2 separate regions of the Mus musculus genome follow, and region 1 is linked to region 2. The links are chromatin contacts, called in public promoter capture Hi-C maps. All regions are on one chromosome and are shown on one strand. Each heading gives the region's core, a stretch centred on a gene start, on an enhancer-like site or on the middle of the called end of the contact. The rest is flanking DNA. Distances are from core to core; before and after follow the strand shown. Region 1 overlaps Cdh13 (cadherin 13). Region 2 holds the start of Gcsh (glycine cleavage system protein H (aminomethyl carrier)).

Region 1 (3,796 bases), core at 896-3,395, 2.3 Mb before region 2:
GTTCCTCCTCCTCCTTCTACCCCTCCTCCCCCTCCTCCTCCTTCTCCTCCTCCCCCTCTTCCTCCTCCTCCTCTTCCTCCTCCTCTTCCTCCTCCTCCTCCTCTTCCTCCTCCTCCTCTTCTTCCTTTTCCTCCTCCCCCTCCTCCTCCTCCCCCTTCCTCCTCCTCCCCGTCCTTCTCCCCCCTCCTCCTTCCTTTACCCCTCTTCCTCCTCCCCTTCCTTTTTGAGAAGGGTCTCCCTTGGCACAAGCTGGCTTTGAACTCACATATAGCCAAGCCTAGCCTGGACCACAGATCCTGCTGCCCCTGTCTCCCAGGAGCTGGGATTATAGGAGGGCGTCACTGTGCCCAGCACGTCTGTCTTTTTCTCTTTGGTAACGGGGATGGGACCCAAGGCTTCCTTTGTTCTAGGTACATGCACCACTACTGAGATGCAGCACCAGGTCTTTTAAAAAAAATGCCATTTTAAAAAAATTCATAATTTTAGCCAGACAGGATATTTCTCACTTTCCAAACACCAGGCTTTTTTTTTTCCTGGTAGGTTCCATTGCCCAGGAACGTGCGTAAGCGTCATACCTAGCTGATGATACACAAAACTGAAAACATGGCATGATCCTAATTTTAAAATGTATACATGGCTGCAGAAAGATCAGAAGGGAATATATTAAAACCCAAGTGGCGATTATCTCCCCAGGTAATGAACATTAAAATAATACCTTCTTCTGTTTCTAATTTTCTTTACAATAACCGTGAGGGCTATAATAACCAGAAAGGAAATGTTAGATTAGGAAGTTACACAGGAATTAAAGGTAGTTTCTTTTCAATTCTGTACTGCTCCCTTTTCTCTCAGCCTTCACTTTTTTGTTTTTACAACAAATTGATTTTTTAGTAAATTCACAGTCTCGTAACCAGCGCCATGCTCTGACTCTAGAGCACCCTCATTGTCCCCAAGAAGAGACCTTTGCGCTAACTCTCTAGTACCCACTGCAGGCCCTGGGCAATCGCCAGCCTACTTTCTATGGTTGATTCATTCCAGACATTTCATATAAATGAAATATGCAGTATGCAATCTTAAAAATTATTTTACATGCATGGGGTTTTATCTTTTACTTGCATGTATGTCTGTGCATCACATGCATGCAGTATCTGTGGAGGCCAGAAGAGGGCGTGAGACCCCCCTGAACTGGAGTTAAAGAGGGTTGTGGGCTGCCGTGTTGGTGCTGGAAACTTAAGAGCAGACTTTATTCTTAACTGCTGAACCATCTCTTCAGCCAATATGTGATCTTTTTTGAATCTTATTTTGTTTAATGCCGTGTTTCTGAGGCCCATCCATGTTGAAGTCCACCCCAGCATTGGTCCCTGATGGCGGAATCACATGCCACCATGTGGGTATAGCATGCCGTGTCTGTGTGTTCACTGCGGATGGGCGTTTGCAGTTTTCAGTTTTTGATTGTTACAGACAAGCCTGCTGTCAACATCTGCATGCAAGAGACCAGATTTGCACATGGGGGCAGGATCCCTAGCTCATGAGACCCCAAGTGACCCCTTAGATGAACAGGGTCCTTGGGGGTAGTTGGGTGGGCTGGTTTCAAAGACACAGAACAAAACCAGGTGTGGAGTGCACATCTGTAATCCCAACACTCGGGAAGTAGAGACAGTAGGGTCAGAAGTTCAAGGCCATCCTCAGCTGCATAGCAGATTCAAGGCCAGATGGGCTACGTGGATGCCAACACACAGACACACACACACACACACTGGGACACACACACAGACACAGAAACACAGACACACACTGAGACACACACACTGGGACACAGACACAGAGACACAGACACACACACTGAGACACACACACACACACTGGGACACACACACACTGAGACACACACGCACTGAGATACACACACACTGAGACACACACACACACTGGGACACACACACACTGAGACACACACACACTGAGACACACACACACACACACACACACACACACACTTCAGAATGTCAGGATCACACAAATCCTCCCAGAAGCTAACTCTGAGAAGTGCTGGGAAGTAGTAAGTTGCCCTCGTCACTGGTCCCACATCTGCCTGGACATGTTCTAGAGGCACACAGCGTAGGCTCCCGGGGAATCATGAGTTAACATGACTTCACATGGTGAACATCTGCCTGACAATGGGATACTCCCACACTCAAGGGAATAATCAACCACCTTGAGTGTTTTCATTCATTTTTTTATAGCAAAGGAATCGAACGGGATTGTGTGGAAAATGTGGAGGGCGAGGCTGCACTGGTCAGGCTTCCTGGCTCGTCAGAGTTCACCTCACATTGTAGACCTGAAGAGACAGCATTTCACATCTGCCCTGCTGGGTTTCCAAGGGCTTCAGATTATCAAGCCATATTGATAATCTTAATTATTACATCGATCTTATCACATCAACAATCAATCATATTAATATTGATAGAGATATTCATTTATATCGATAGCTTTGACAGGAAGCGGAGGAGGCTGGAGATACAGGGAAGAATGGCCTGCAGTGAATGACCCTACCACGCTGGGAAAGGTGCCAAGGAGGGCTGGCAGAGGGATGATGCTAAGATGCCGTGGGCTGAGCTGGTACACATGGGCGTGGCTGACAGTATTTTCACATCCCAGTCAATTTCTTGGCTATAAAAAAATGAGTGGAAATATTCTGTTTCACGTTATGGCTGGTTATTCCCTTGAGTGTGGGAGTGTCCCGCTGTCAGGCAGATGGTCCTTGGCTTAGCCCCACCTACCCAGTCAAGGGCATGTCCCTGATGGTGCTGATGATAAAGGAGACATTTTTCTAACATCTTTGTAGATGGGCTTGGAGGCCCCTTATTTCCTGAGGAAAATGCTCAGTTCATTCCCAGGGTGGTCACAGACAGCATCTCCATGTCTGGCTGAGACCCCAAAGACCCTACAATGATCAGTTAGGAAGATCAGTCCGTGACTCCACTCAAGGAGTGCAGCACTTAAATATCCAAGCTGTTTAGTTTATGTGTGCCTGGACATCGCGCCTCAGGAGCTGTACTGGCTGGCTTTGTGTGTCATCTTGACACAGGCTGGAGTTATCACAGAGAAAGGAGCTTCAGTTGGGGAAATGCCTCCATGAGATCCAGTTGTGGGGCATTTTCTCAATTAGTGATCAAGGCGGGAGGGTCCCTTGTGGGTGGTACCATCTCTGGGCTGGTGGTCTTGGGTTCTATAAGCAAGTAAGCTGAGCAAGCCAGGGGAAGCAAGCCAGTAAGCAACATCCCTCCATGGCCTCTGCATCAGCTCCTGCTTCCTGACCTGCTTGAGTTCCAGTCCTGACTTCCTTTGGTGATGAACAGCAGTGTGGAAGTGTAAGCTGAATAAATCCTTTCCTCCCCAACTTGCTTCTTGGTCATGATGTTTGTGCAGGAATAGAAACCCTGACTAAGACAGGAACCATTTATCTTGTCTCTCACTAGAACCTTGGTCTCGGGCTGGACTGGTGGGTCAGAGAGCCCCAGGGATTCGTCTGGCTCCACCCCCTCACCCCCCAGCTGTTTTAGTTGTGTCTCCTGCTGCTTTGTTAAAACACTCTGACTAAAGCAACTTTGTATCGAACAGTTCCTGGTCACAGACCTTCACTGCGAAAAGTCAAGGCAGCAGAACTTTGGTGCGGCTTTTCACTGCACGTTGCTGGTAGTCAAGAGCAGAGAGAACGGATGTGTGTCCTAGCTCCTCTGCTCTTACAGAGTCCAGAACCGAAACCCAGGGACTCGTGTCACCTACCAGAGGTGGGTCT
Region 2 (3,649 bases), core at 851-3,350:
GTACTGGCTTTGCTGTCTATAGAGGAATTCTGCAACCCAACTGGTAAAATAGTCACAATAGATACATATCTAATAGTGTACAAGCTTGTTGGTTCTGATGTATTTTCTCCTTGAAATAAAATGGAAAAGAACATTCTCTACGGAACAATTAATTCATTGCTTTGGTTATTGGCGGTTGTCTTTGAGTGGTTCTCAAGACTTCTAAATGCTAATAGGTATCCTGCTAACTTGCTGGGACCAAGAATGACAAACTGATAGGTTTAAAGAACAGAAGAGCATTAGTGGTTGGTGGCACACACCTTTAATCCCAGCACTCAGGAGGCAGAGGCATCGGATTGTTTCGGTAAATATTAATTGGGGGTTTCTACCCCACCATAGATCCGCTAGTTCCCAAATAAAAGACATAAAACCTTTATATTTATAATAAGCCTTAAAGCACTAGAACTGGGCAGATATCAACCCTCTATGTTTTTTTTTTGTTTGTTTGTTTTTGGTTTTTGGTTTTTCGAGACAGGGTTTCTCTGTATAGTCCTGGCTGTCCTGGAACTCACTTTGTAGACCAGGCTGGCCTTGAACTCAGAAATTCACCTGCCTCTGCCTCCCAAGTGCTGGGATTAAAGGTGTGCGCCACCACGCCCCGGCTGTCTCTCTGTCTCTCTTTTTTTAATATATATAAATGTTTAATCTATCTATCTATCCATCCATCCATCATCTATCTATCTATCTATCTATCTATCTATCTATCTATCTATCTTTGGTTTTCGGAGACAGAGTTCCTCTGGTTGTCTGGTATAGCCCTGGCTGTTCTGGAACTCACTATAGACCAGGCTGACATTGAATTCAGAGATCTGTCCCTGAGTGCTAGGATTAAAGCTGCATGCAGCTACCAGGCTGGAATCTCTTCTTGAGGGTTGGGTTGCTTTGTTTGTTTGCTGGCTCTGTAGAGTCTTCCCTATAGGGCTGGTCAGTTTAAAGAAAAGACAGGATCACTGGCTGGCCTACAAGTGTAAGCCGGTCCTGATGTGGCCTTGAACTACTTGAGCCAGTCCCTGAGCAGGAGGCTGGCTGGGCTGGCAGGAGAAGAAACAGCCCATTTTAAAAGGTACCACCCGTTTTTAAGGTACCGGGCTTTTGTCTCAGCTCAGGGGGGTGTAGATGAAGCTGGCCATCATGGAAGCTCACCACCTTTGTCATCTACCAGAGTTTTTATCTAACTGCTACTTCCTTGCCACCAGCAGCCCTAGTTTGGCTTGAATGTCTGGTACAGCTTCTAGTATATATTGTTCCGCCCTTCCCCTCATCCACTGTACAGACTCTGGGTTCCCTGCCCCCAGTACATCCTACGCTTTTCTCTTGGCTAAGGGACACTGAGCCTTTTCAGGGAGCCTTCTCTCCCTCTCCAAGGACATCTGCAGCCACCTCAGGGTAAATCCTGTTTTGTCTTGGTGGTGCCAACCCATTTCCCTTGACAGTGAACATAAGGAATGGAGGTCCCTGACTTGATAACTCCGAGGATGGACAACTCCTTACTCGGAAATCCGCCTGCCTCTGCCTCCCGAGTGCTGGGATTAAAGGCGTGCGCCACCACGCCCGGCTCCCTTTTCTCTTTCTGTCCTTTTTCTTTCCTCCCTCCCTCCCTCTTTCTTTCTTTGAAACAGGGTTTGATGCCTAGAACGGTCTTAAATGAATCCCATGGGGGTGACCTTGTGCAGTTAGGCGTAACTGTGTGCTTTAAGGGCCTGGCGGCACCTCATCTTCCGTAGGACTTTTTGGCTTAGTGGCATGAGACTGCGTTAGCCCAGCAAAACCATCCTTGCTGGAATCTTTCTCTGGCCCCTGCAGCGATGCAGTTCAGGGCAACTCCTAGATTGCGGACTTGGAGCTTCTATTCGCAAGATTCTACTCTCCGCCCTCCAGTGAGGCCCCGCCTCCTCCCTGCCCAGCCAATCTGCGCCTCTCACACAGCCCCATCCGGGCCTCAGCGCCTCCACATGCACACGCCCCTCGCGCGGGTTGTCCTATCCGAAGTGGAACCTTCAAGATGTCCAATCAGAGCGCGCCTCTCCCGGGCTCCGCCCCCGGGCCTGGGTGCTCCGCTTACTCTGGACCCACCCCGTCCCCACCGGCCCGGTGGCGGAGGCGAAGCGCAGTTACCCTCCGGACCTCTGACCATGTCGCTGCAAGTGTCGAGGAGCTTGCGGGTTGTGGCCTACAGCCTGCGCACCGCCCTGACCTTCTGCTCGCCGCGGCCCTGTGTACCGAGCGCCGCCGCCGTCCGCTCACTGCGCACCGGATCTGCTTTGCTGTCGGGTAAGTGCAGGGCACGTGGTCACCGCTCCTGCCCGCCCTACTCCCAAGCCTCCTGGCCGGACCGACCTATAGCCCTACCCACGCTTCTCGCTCTTGGGATCCTGGTTCTGCGGCCTTTCTCCCTAAGTAGGCGGGAGAGTACAGGAGCAAACTTTGAACCCGGGGTAGAAAGGTGGAGCTGGGAGGGAAGGACGGCTGGACCCGCAGGTAAACCGGCCACTCGTGCCGGGCTGAGCTTGCTTTTAGGTGCACCGAGATCCTAAATGTGGGGAGCACTTAGGTTTGCTGTGGAACCTAACAGCAGTTTGTTTACGAGGAACTGCGAAGTGAAGTTAAGCAGAAACACATACTAAAATTTAGCAGAATGCATATACAGATGAATGAAAAGTCAGAGTAACAGAAATAAGCTTTTTACTCTCTCCCCCGCCCCCCGCAAAATCAAGCGTAGTGAGGAAGCTTTAGCTGTGAACTACAGACAGCAGGAAAAGTTCTAACGTCTGAGTCATTGATGTGTACTGGGGTTCAAACGAGCCTGGTTTGACGGACTGGAAATAGCTGGGAGACCTGCCCATTGTACGCGTTTGCACAGTTAGCTGGGAAACAGTTTTATGTGCAAGTAGTGGAGACCTTACTCAGGCAGCACAAATCGGAACGGCTGCTCTCAGCGAGTGCCGTGGGTCAGAAATCTGTGGAACTCAAAATGTTGATCACGTTATTCCTCGGTGTGGAGTGCCACGTTTCTTCCTTTCTTGCTAAAATTTCTCCAGTTTTTCACACACCAGACCGTTATTGACTGGAGTACAAGGGTAAAGAAATGCTCAAATAAGCAGTCCGTTTCAAACCAGGCATGGTGGGTGGCTTCCACCGGTAACCGTGTCAGCACTGCTGAGGTGGAGGATCGCTGTGAGGCCGAGGGCAGCTGGAGCTACATACTGAGTTCCAGGTATTTGGTTAAATATTGCCTAATGTGTCAATTCCCACGGTCTGCTTAACTACTCAGGTTCTTTTCATTTTTACCCTCTTTGAACTGGCAGAATTGTGCACACTTATTATGCAGGGTGCAGAGCCTTGTGCTTGTTGAAACACAGACATTATTCAATTCTGGTTTTTCCTCTTAGAGCTGTGTGGTCTCGGGCACAGTCTCTCAACTTCTCAGAACCCCAGTGCCCTGCATTAGAACAGTGGAGGCGAGGCAATAGCTACCTCAGAGTTACTGGGAAGTCGTCCTGTCACCTGCAGCTTGACATATTAGCAGTGAATAGTTTTATTAACTATTAGTGTGTAGTGCCAGATAGCACCACTGACCCATATTAAGCAAGCTATTGTGTTTGAGAATGCA

Evidence for each region. Promoter capture Hi-C pulls out the DNA fragments that hold promoters and counts their contacts.
Region 1: a promoter capture Hi-C map of hippocampal neurons shows a contact between it and region 2, with 3 times the contacts expected there. The contact joins the enhancer-like site here to the promoter of Gcsh in region 2. A contact is called at or near these places in 3 of 39 promoter capture datasets (hippocampal neurons and liver) and 1 of 115 datasets of contacts at active chromatin or transcription factors (astrocytes).

Annotation. Positions count from the first base shown.
Region 1 is chr8:119,303,215-119,307,010 of GRCm38.p6, reverse strand. All of the region lies in intron 11 of Cdh13 (cadherin 13), which reads right to left. Among named protein-coding and RNA genes, the nearest start is that of Hsbp1, 39 kb to the left of the region's middle. Within about 2 kb of position 2,145, at least 15 of the 459 cell types and tissues checked have an H3K27ac peak or open chromatin away from gene starts, as enhancers often do. A contact at or near this core is called in hippocampal neurons, where this site is marked.
Region 2 is chr8:116,991,949-116,995,597 of GRCm38.p6, reverse strand. Gcsh (glycine cleavage system protein H (aminomethyl carrier)) reads left to right here and starts at 2,100. Exons shown (of 5, transcript NM_026572.4): 1 at 2,100-2,310. The coding sequence starts at 2,172.